Regions from separate parts of the Zea mays genome. Here regions 2 and 3 are each linked to region 1. A link is a contact called in public Hi-C data. All regions are on one chromosome and are shown on one strand. Each heading gives the region's core, a stretch centred on a gene start, on an enhancer-like site or on the middle of the called end of the contact. The rest is flanking DNA. Distances are from core to core; before and after follow the strand shown. Region 1 holds the start of LOC100276450. Region 2 holds the start of LOC100384748. Region 3 holds the start of LOC100281257.

Evidence for each region. Hi-C and Micro-C count contacts between places; a contact is called where the count stands out from the background.
Region 2: a Hi-C map of leaf shows a contact between it and region 1, with 7 times the contacts expected there. The contact joins the promoter of LOC100384748 here to the promoter of LOC100276450 in region 1. A contact is called at or near these places in 2 of 25 Hi-C or Micro-C datasets (ear and leaf).
Region 3: a Hi-C map of leaf shows a contact between it and region 1, with 9 times the contacts expected there. The contact joins the promoter of LOC100281257 here to the promoter of LOC100276450 in region 1. A contact is called at or near these places in 6 of 25 Hi-C or Micro-C datasets (ear, endosperm, leaf and 2 more).

Annotation. Positions count from the first base shown.
Region 1 is chr3:14,140,814-14,144,115 of Zm-B73-REFERENCE-NAM-5.0, reverse strand. LOC100276450 reads left to right here and starts at 1,769. Exons shown (of 12, transcript NM_001150238.2): 1 at 1,769-1,936; 2 at 2,853-2,932. The coding sequence starts at 1,871.
Region 2 is chr3:13,737,136-13,740,437 of Zm-B73-REFERENCE-NAM-5.0, reverse strand. It overlaps LOC100384748, which reads left to right and starts at 1,712. Exons shown (of 14, transcript NM_001363314.1): 1 at 1,712-1,824; 2 at 1,947-2,074; 3 at 3,116-3,302. The coding sequence starts at 3,142.
Region 3 is chr3:13,849,081-13,852,382 of Zm-B73-REFERENCE-NAM-5.0, reverse strand. LOC100281257 reads left to right here and starts at 1,581. Exons shown (of 9, transcript NM_001367883.1): 1 at 1,581-2,021; 2 at 2,143-2,198; 3 at 2,838-2,952; 4 at 3,065-3,190. The coding sequence starts at 1,890.

The DNA.
Region 1 (3,302 bases), core at 520-3,019:
GAACAAGTGTGCAAGATTGATGTGTGAGTGATCAAGAGTGCTCAGGGAATGCTTGGTGTCCTCCTCCATGCGCCTAGGGGTCCCTTTTATAGCCCCAAGGCAGCTAGGAGCCGTTGAGGACAAATCTGGAAGGCCATCCTTGCCTTCTGTCGTCGGGCGCACCGGACAGTCCGGTGCACACCGGACACTGTCCGGTGCCCGATTCCTTTCCTTAACAGGCGCAGCCGACCGTTGCCGACCGTTGCAGATCTGGCGCACCGGACAGTCCGGTGCCTCCTTCCGACCGTTGGCCAGACCACGTGTCGCGCGCAGATTACGCGGCCGACCGTTGGCTCGGCCGACCGTTGGCTCACCGGACAGTCCGGTGCACACCGGACAGTCCGGTGAATTTTAGCCGTACGCCGTCGGCAAATTCCCGAGAGCGGCGTCTTCAGGTCGAGGCAGCCTGGCGCACCGGACACTGTCCGGTGCACCACCGGACAGTCCGGTGCCCCAGACCGAAACAGCCTGTTGGCTGTACACAGCCAATATTCTCCTTTTCTTCTTCTCTCTGTTTCTAACACTTAGACAAATATATTAGTACACAAAACCAATGTACTAAGACTTAGAAACATACCTTTACTTGTGATTTGCACTTTGTTCAACCATGTGCATAAGTTCACATTTAAACACTTGTGTTTGCACTCAATCACCAAAATACTTAGAAATGGCCCAAGGGCACATTTCCCTTTCAGTAACCCTGGGGGTGGACACCCTGAGTAACACCTGGGGTGTTACACTGTGTCCCGATTGATTGAGAAGAGAAGCTCATTCGGTCTATGTGACCGTTTGAGAGAGGGAAAGAGTTGAAAAAGACCTGGTCTTTGTAACCACATAAACGGGGAGTAGGTTTGTAAGAACCGAACCTCGGTAAAACAAATCATCACGTCACATTCTTCATTTGTTTGTGATTTGTTTTCACCCTCTCTTTCGGACTCGTTTATAATTCTAACGCTAACTTCGGCTTGTAGTTGTGCTTAAGTTTATAATTTTCAGATTCCGTCTATTCACCCCCCTCTAGGCGACTTTCAATTATCACTTCTCTATTTATTTAGCACATGAGAGCTTATTTAAATGTGTTGAACAATTAATCACCAAAACATAATAGAAATTGACCAAAGGCACATTTCTCTTTCAGCCTCCCACTCATGTCCTGCAAACCCCTCGGATTGCGGAACATTTATGGCCCATGCACCCCCGCTCTGCAGCGCACTCATGACCTATCGGACTAGGCCTGCGTGTACAGACCGTTGGCAGGGCGCAACACGACAAGCAGCACCGAGCCCCATGCTACAAAGGCCAGGGGTCGTGTCTTATGTGTTGTGTGAGTTGTGGGCTTGTGGACTGCTCGATATGGGGTTGGGCCGATCAACGGTGCATGGCCGGACTAAGGAGTGGGGATCGCTTTAAGATTGTAACTCTGGTGGTAAAAGCATCAACGTTAGGTTGCTATGATATGGCCGGACTAAGGAGTGGGCCGATCAACGGTGTGGGCTTGTGTACAATTTATTTGGCTCAGGAGTAACTCATGAGCCAGCTCGAGTTTGACCTGTTAAGAACTGAGTTAAGTTGTTAGGTCAGCTCGTCACTCATTTTCAACGATACGGGAATGAGTCGAGCGAGCCGAACCACGAGTTTTTTTAAAGCCCTAGATCTGGCCGCCCACTTCCAAACAGACCCTGACGATCGCTTTAAGATTCGCGCAAGCACGATCACCGCCCGTCAAGAGGCGATTCCTTAACTGACGCTGCGACTCCGATCACCCATCACCGCTGCCCTCTCTCCTCTGCCTACGCCGGCGCCGACGCCGGGGCTAGACCGTCGGGGAGTCATGTCGCGGTCTTTGAGCATGAGAGGTAGCATGAGGTCGCGCCGCGACCTACCTCCTCCCGGGAAGGTGAGGGATCCCCTCTACCCGTTCACCACTTCCCTCCCTCGGGTCTCGCGGGTGAGGTGAGCGCGCCCGCATTAGTGGGAGCGTCTGTGCCTCTCGGGCGGGCGAGCGATGGGCGAGTTGGATCTCGGGGAACCAACGTCTGCGTCCCCGGGCATCGCCTCTCATGGCCAATTTGTTGGAACTAGGGTTGCTGAAGACCTCCAATGCATGGCGACGCCGGCAAGCGTTCGAGAGGACATATATTCAATAATGGGTTGTTGAGTTTTGCCCGGTCGTCTGCACAAGGGTTACTGTACACTTTTTCTCGTTTCCATTTAAAAAGAAAGCAACGAGTAGTCCTGCATAATAAGAAGATCCTAACGTTGATGCTTTTACCACCAGAGTTACCATATCATAGCAACCTAACAACCATAATTCATGATTTCTCTTCCCCAAGCTTGGCGCCATTTACTCGAACGAAACCACAGTTCTTATATACAATTTCCACTATAAACTCTGAAAGTGCCTTTAATATTTTTCCGGTTTTTTCTTGTGAATTTTTTATAGCCACAGAAAACAGTCATTATGCATAAAGAGGGTACAATCATTCTGAAAGATAATTCAATGATAGCAGTCATTATCCATTAAGAGGGTAGAAGCATTTTGAAAAAAAAAACTATTCAATGATGTAAAAATATGACGAGTGCTTGCCCTACCACCAGGTGGCTTGTGTGTTTCGTCTAATGAGCCCTAGGTTGGAAAGTGAATGGATTTAGCAACAAAACCTTGCCCAATCTGTTCTAAAGTATTTCACTTCACCCTTTGAGCATTAGCTGTTATGCGAGCTTCTGCTTCCTTGGCAGCATTAAGTTGTATTAGGCACAAGTCCTGTAGAATTTTACTCAACCAATTCATAATTATGAGTTATGTGTCTCAGACAATTGAAAGGCTTGAGAGTATGGTTGATGGAGGAAATTTCTATGAAGCTCAACAAATGTACAAGTCAACCAGCGCAAGGTACTATGTATTGATCTCAATAACAATTGCACAATTTCAACAGCCTTATGTTTCAGTATATTTAAAAGTTTCTTATTACATGGTGGAGATAGTTGGAATATGTAAAATTCTAACCCTAATTCAAGGTTAGGAGTATATGGTAGAGGAGTTAGGTGGGCCAAGCCATTACAATAGGGGTAATTAGGTAAATACAGGAAAACCCTAACCTAACCTTAAATAGGAGTAACACCCCTGCAGTCTCAACTCTATCTTGTATAAATGTTGAGGCTGGATCGGAATCAGTGTGTGGTCTTGGTGTAGTTGTTGCTTAGGATCAGAATCAGTGTGTGGTCTTGGTGTAGTTGTTGCATAGGATCGGCTGGATCACGAT
Region 2 (3,302 bases), core at 463-2,962, 400 kb after region 1:
TTAATAATTAGGCTTAAATGTGCCTTATCGTTTAGTCTTCGACTATATAATTAGTTTTATAGATAAACTATATTTAATATTCGTAATAGACAATCAAATATCTAATGTGACACGTACTAAATTTTAGTTTTTGAAACCAAACACTCTAAGTATGCATTGCAAAGGAGCCGTAAGCTGTAGTCGAGCATTGGACCGTTCAACGGTTGTGTCTCTAGGGTTTTGGCTAGGCTTCGAATTAGCAAAGGAAATTCTCAGCTCTTGCAAAAAATCGTGTGGGATATGTTGCCGCAGATCAGCAGATAGCAGAGCTACCAACACCCAACAATTTGTACTACTGCGACAAAGCAGTTTCAGGACACCCCGCCGCCCCGAATCGCCACCTCCAGGGCACCAATCACCAGCTCGCCCGCGCCATCTGGTATGACTCTATCCGCCACCAACCAAGGTCAGCCGGCAACCCTCCCCTTCCCCGTCCTGGTCCGTCGCTTCTTCTCCTCTCTGGTTGGCGTGTTTCGTCGAACACTGTCTGCCACCGCGCTCGTGTCCGTTCAGGTCTTTCCGGTTGACTCCTCTGTTTCCTTCGTCGGCAGAAAAGCATGGCGACGCTTCCTCCCTCCTCTGCCTGACGACACCCTCGCCAAGAGCATTTGTCACCACTTCGTCCGCCCGCATCTAAATTAGCGGAGCGCAAAAGGAAATATAGGTATGGCTGAAAAAATAAAAAACGGTAAGAAACAAGAATCAAACCAACGACCTACATCTAAAAGTATAGAAGCTCATCCATTGCACCAAATCTTCATATATGACTATAATGGAAGATATAAATGTTTTATAAATTTAGGTATGACTGATGCTATACTAAGCCATAATAAATTTTCCAAACATCATCTAAAGTTATATTGTTTAGGCGATAAAACGTGATTAGACGCTAGAACGTGCGAACGTTTTAGTAAAGTAACTTAACGTTCTAGTAAAGTAACTTAAACGCGTTTTAGCCTATCTGCAACTGTTACCCCTAATTTTTTTCCCCTATATCACTTTTCCCTCTATTTTTTCATCTCCCGCAGCGATTCTCCCTAAATACTTCTCCTATACCCCATTACAACTATAAAATATCATTTTCTATATTAACTATCAATTTTTTATCTACTAACAATTATTCGTGGACCCACAATACAGTGTTTAGTGGATAAACAATGACACGCTAAATCTGGGGGAGAGACAAGGGAGCCGGCACGTAAAGGATGTTGTAGGGGCAGCGCTGCGGCCGTAGAGTACCCTTTACAGATGCCATGAAGGGGAGGGGATGCGGAGGGGCAGCTTTGCAGGCAGCCTTAGACCAACTCCAGCAGTGTGCGACTCCGTATCCCTAAAACGCGCGGCCGACACATTCTCTCTCATCTCCGTATCCGGCTCCGTTTCCAGCAACACTCCCCATCCCACTCCGCATGCAGTCTATGACACCTGGGCCCCGCCAGCAGGCGCGCGCGCACGCAGAGAGTTGCGGAGAGGAGAGAGAAAGTGTGGAAATGGGGAGCGCAGGGACACGGCGTCCATTTTGCGGAGAGGGATGCGGAGTCTGCTGGAGCGCGCAACAGTGCCTCAGACCGCGCAAAATGGGGATGCGGAGTCGGATACGGAGTCTTGCTGGAGTTGGTCTTAGGGCGTGGGCGTTTTACTCGTTCCGTAGTCGTTCTAGTCATTAGTGGACCTTTTTACAGCCAGCGCGCGTGGAGGCCTCCTCTCCTGAGCCAGCGCGTGGAGCTCTCCCAGACGGCCGCCCTCCTCAGCCAGCTGCCCACAACAGTCAGCCGACCGGCACAGGTACGCCGCCGGCCCTCCTCCCTCCTCCCTCTGCCCACAGTCCACTGCGCCGCGCCGCCCCGCCGCGCCCTCCACCGACCTGTGACCTCTCACCTCTGCGGCTCCCCTCCTCCCTCCGCAAGACCAGCAGCCAGTGCGAGTGTGGTGTGCCCGTCAAGTGCGGCAAGTGCGGCAGGGCGACCGTCGACGCGGGCACCCTACGCAAGCCTTCTTCTCCAGGGCGTCGTTTGCCAGCGACGAGCACCACCAGGTATACCTGCTTATCCTTTCGTGCTGTGCGACTCAGAACCCTAACATAAGCTATTTTGCTATATGTATTCGGATCTGATCTAATTACAAGTGTAGGCACGCCTTACTGGGTTCGCCCTTGTTCACACATATAATATAGCCGTTGCTCACCTTAGATTGAGGCAGGCCCCAGCAAGTTGCCCTGGACAATTTAGACGATGACAGCAGCTTAGTTGGTAAGGATAGCTCATGCGACTTGTTTAGGTAGTTGAGTTTGAGTTGGACACAATTAGCCACTCTGGGCTGACTGTTGATGATTTTTTTTAGATAATGGAAAAAATTCTGTTCCGGCTTTTTACAGTTGCTTGTATACGGCCTTACAAAACAGTCCACAGAAACATTGAATGAACTAGAAGTGACATAAAAGAAACCCTAAGATGTAGGCGGAAAATCACTAAAACATTGCAATTCTAGCATTAAACCGCCACCCATGCCTTGCAAAAATCTCCATAGCCACCACCTCCAAAGAGCGAAAAACATGGCCTTTTAATTTCTGCAGTAGCAACTAGCCATGGTAGAGCATATGATCCTAGCCTCTCATTTGCAAATAATAATCATGGCCTTTTAGAAGTGACTTAACAATGTTGTCCAGGTTCATAGTCTCATAGGGAAAAATAATGATTAGGATGATACATAGTAGAACAATTCATAGCAAGTATACGTCTAACGAGTCATTTGTACAGTGCGTATGGAAGGAAATGATCATTATCTTTCATTTTTTTTCTTGGGATCCCTTTACTCTTTCTTGAGTATGTGCCTGTTGATAATGATGTCTTGCTAAATTGTTTTTTTGGGATTTAGGAAACAGGAGGGGCCAGGGCCCCTACTGGAAAAGATGGATAAAACGAACAGTGGCACTAAATTACCACCACCCTGTTATCTGTCGATCCCAATTTTTTATTTCATTGAAGCTTCCTGTTCATAAAAATTCTTCTACTCATAGCTTTTCAACATTGTGATGTCACCACTTCTTTTTGATGATAATAAAAATCTCCTTGACCAGGTGCTTTGTGCTAGGATAGCAGTGCTATGTCAAAAGCTCCAGATGATCATTTGCAAGCAACTGAGCAGGAAGGAAGTGTCCATTCAAGTCAACAAGCAGGGCAACAACATGTGAATACAGCAGACCAGTTCTCAAAAACAGAACTAACTGAAGGTTCAAAAATTGAACAGCCTGTCCAAGTAGAGCA
Region 3 (3,302 bases), core at 332-2,831, 290 kb after region 1:
TGTTGTCATAGGCAAAGGGCCTGGATGTAATTTTACATGGGCTGCGACCCGTGCCTATAAATAGATGAACAGTACTCCCGTACTGTTCACGCTGACTGGGCATTCACTTTTGTGTCACGCCTGTATTCTCTTTCCTTCAAGCCGAAGATACATTTGTAATTTATCATTGTTTACACAAGTGATACAAATGAAAATAGATTAATAATAATGTTTACAGAAATTATGTTACTTTATGTACTTTGTTTGAATGTTCTCCATCTTTTATCATGATCATGAAGGTATGTCCTTCATGACCTTCGTCCTAAATTCGTTATATCCAAAGGGAAATAATGATTTGAAGGACGAAGAGCTTTGATATTTAATATTTTATGTTGCCTTGTTTTTTATTCATAGCATTTGAGAACAAGTCCCCAACATCTATTAAACCTAACTAATCCATAATTAACACATTTTTATTATAGCAAAAATAGGCTAATCATGAAATGGTTACATTTAACTCATCCATCCTATGAATTTGTTGTGACTTATATAATTAGTTTTATAATTAGCGCACATTTAGTCGTTCTAATTGATATCCAAAATCCGAACTAAACTTGGAGTCTGTTTGTTTGCGATTATAATCTACCTAGATTATATATTCCATCTTATTTTAAATTTAGTGTTAGTTCAAAATAAATTAAATTATATAACCTGGACAATTAAGCTATTAGCACGCATTTGGTCCAAAGAGGTCGTAGCCTTACAATTTCCCTTCGCGTGGCACTTAGAACATCTTCAATAGCGCCTCAAATAGATGTCTTATTTTTAAATATAGGGCCTAACATAAAAAGGTAACTTCAAAAGTGCCATATTTTATAAAGTTTTATAAAAAAACATAGTGCACATACCAAAGCGTTGCAAACGACGACGGCACCAAGGCATCAAGCAAACGAAGTACGAGCCAAACAGTTAGCGAAAAAATGGTTCCCAACGAGAGATAGAGGGTGCCAATTTGTTTTTGTGGGTATGAAAAAAAACGAATTTCAATTACTTAACTGATTAAGAACTTTACTATTAGAGCATAGAATATTTTTAGACCCCGCTTCAATTGATACCTCTTTTTTTTATTTATAGGGCACTATTTTAGATATGTTGTTGGAGACGATCTTATATTTTTCAGAGAGAATTCGAGACGGAACTCCTACAACTACAAGCTGCAGCTGCACAGGTGGAAACGTGTCGCGAAGCTATTTCAGTATTGGCCGCCAATGATTCGCTCTACCGCGCTCAGGTGGCGCACTGTTTTCTGCTACGAAATGCCAAAGAAAGCATTCTGAAACCGTAGCAAGCAGGCAATTCCCGACGCCAGGACACGTTGGCGTGCTTGGCAATCAGCGTCAACGAGCACACGTGAGCACGCCACGCCCCGTACCCGCAACAAATCCGGCGCGCGCCTGGTCGTCCGGCCCCACCACCCCACCGGCCCGGGCGCCCGCGGCACCACCAGCCAACCGCGCGCCTCCACGTCGCGGATCGCGCTACGAGCCCTTGGCTCGACAGACGACAGGTCAGCCGCAACAGCTTTCTCGTTCGATCCCTTCCCCCCCTTCACTTTCTCCTCCTCGTGAAGCGAGCTCTCCACGCCCCTGCGATTCCATTTCCATCCTGCCCGCTCCCAACTTCAAAACGGCCGCGGCGCAGATCCACACGCACGGGCAGGCAGGCAGGCATACGGACAGGACCGCCGCCGCAGCTTTCAAATCCCGGGGCGGATTACCCTGCAGACGGAGCCCACAGCCCAGCACCGCAGCAGTCCACCGGGATCTCGCCTTCGTCGCCCCGTGTCGCGTCGCGCCGGTGGCCGAGCCTGGGGACGCTAGCTAGAGCCTACTACTGTAGACCGTAGAGCCATGGGGAACAGCATCTACCGGTTCCTATGCGGCCTGTGCGCGCCCTCGTCGTCGGAGCACGGGCTCCACGGCGCGCACCCCGCCGTCGCCGCGCTCGGCCGCGACGTCCTCAGCTTCCAGAGCACCTCGCAGGTGAGCCGCGCGAGCTCAATTCCCCGATTGCGCGTTTGGCGCTGCCGCGGTGCGGTGTCGGTTTTGCTCATCTGGTGCCTGGTGGTGCTCTGCTCTGCTGTGCTGTGCTGTGTTTTTTTAGGTTCCGGACGAGCTGAGCCGGCACGTCGTCTCCTCCAAGAAAGCGCAGGCGAATTGGTACGCAATTTCTCTCCGCTTGATTTCCCTTGCACCGGTCCGACCGAACTGTCGTGGTTGCGAGGGCTTTTGATGAGTGGAGCTCAGAAGAGGACTTTATCTTAAAAATTAATGGAAAAACATAGCGGTGGTAATTAACTTTAGCTTCTGAATTTTGTGGCCATAGTAGAACGAGACAGTGAGATAAATTCAGTGCAGCGTGTGGTAACATATTTGTCTACACCCTAGTAAAATAAAAAGGAAACAAAGCTTTATATTTATGGCGATAACGAAGGACAGATGGCAGTAGACTCTAGACTCCGTCACTGCCATCACAGTCACAGTGAGCAGCTACTAGTAGTCTAGCACTACAAGATTAGGGCACTACTCTACGTCTTCCTTTCTTTACAACCGAAGAACTTTTGATAACAAAAAAAACCTAATGAGTTCCCGTACTTGATATAATGTCGCCAGCTGATTTATTTGTCGTTGAAGTAAATTGCGTCATTTAACTGCTAAATTAGTCGGGAAAACCACCGCGGTAGCTGGTACTAGTTGGCTGCGGAATTATGGTTTTCATCATGACGACAACCGACGAGGGGTGAGCACCCGCATCTCGTCGGGTTTGTAAAACTAAAAAACTCTCTGCGCTCATGTAAGGTACAAGAAGCTGCTGGTGGCATGGAAGAAAGCCCGGCCGCCTCCGAAGACGCCCGAGGAAGCCGCGGCCTTCGTTGTGCAGACGCTCAAGAACCATCAGAAAGCAGATGTGGAGGTACCTCCAGCTTCCTCCCAACCGCACGCGTTCCTTCCTTCCTCCAACCAAACAATATATATATGGTGCTCAACATCTATAAAAATATCGGGTCTTGCTTGTGTTGGCGCAGGGCCTGTTGTCTTTCTACGGCCTGCCGCATCCGAACGCGGCGGCAGCAGCAGCAGGCGCGCCCGCCGCTCGCCCGCCGCCCAAGAAGGCCCAGCAGGGCGCCAAGTTCGAGCTGCACACGCTCCCCGTAAGACATCCGGCCGGCCGGCCGGCCAGCTCCCGTTTTCCTGAATGTTTTTCCGTCGTCTCGTCGCGTGCGTCCACGGGGTTAATGAAACGAGTGTCCTCGCCGGTTTGCC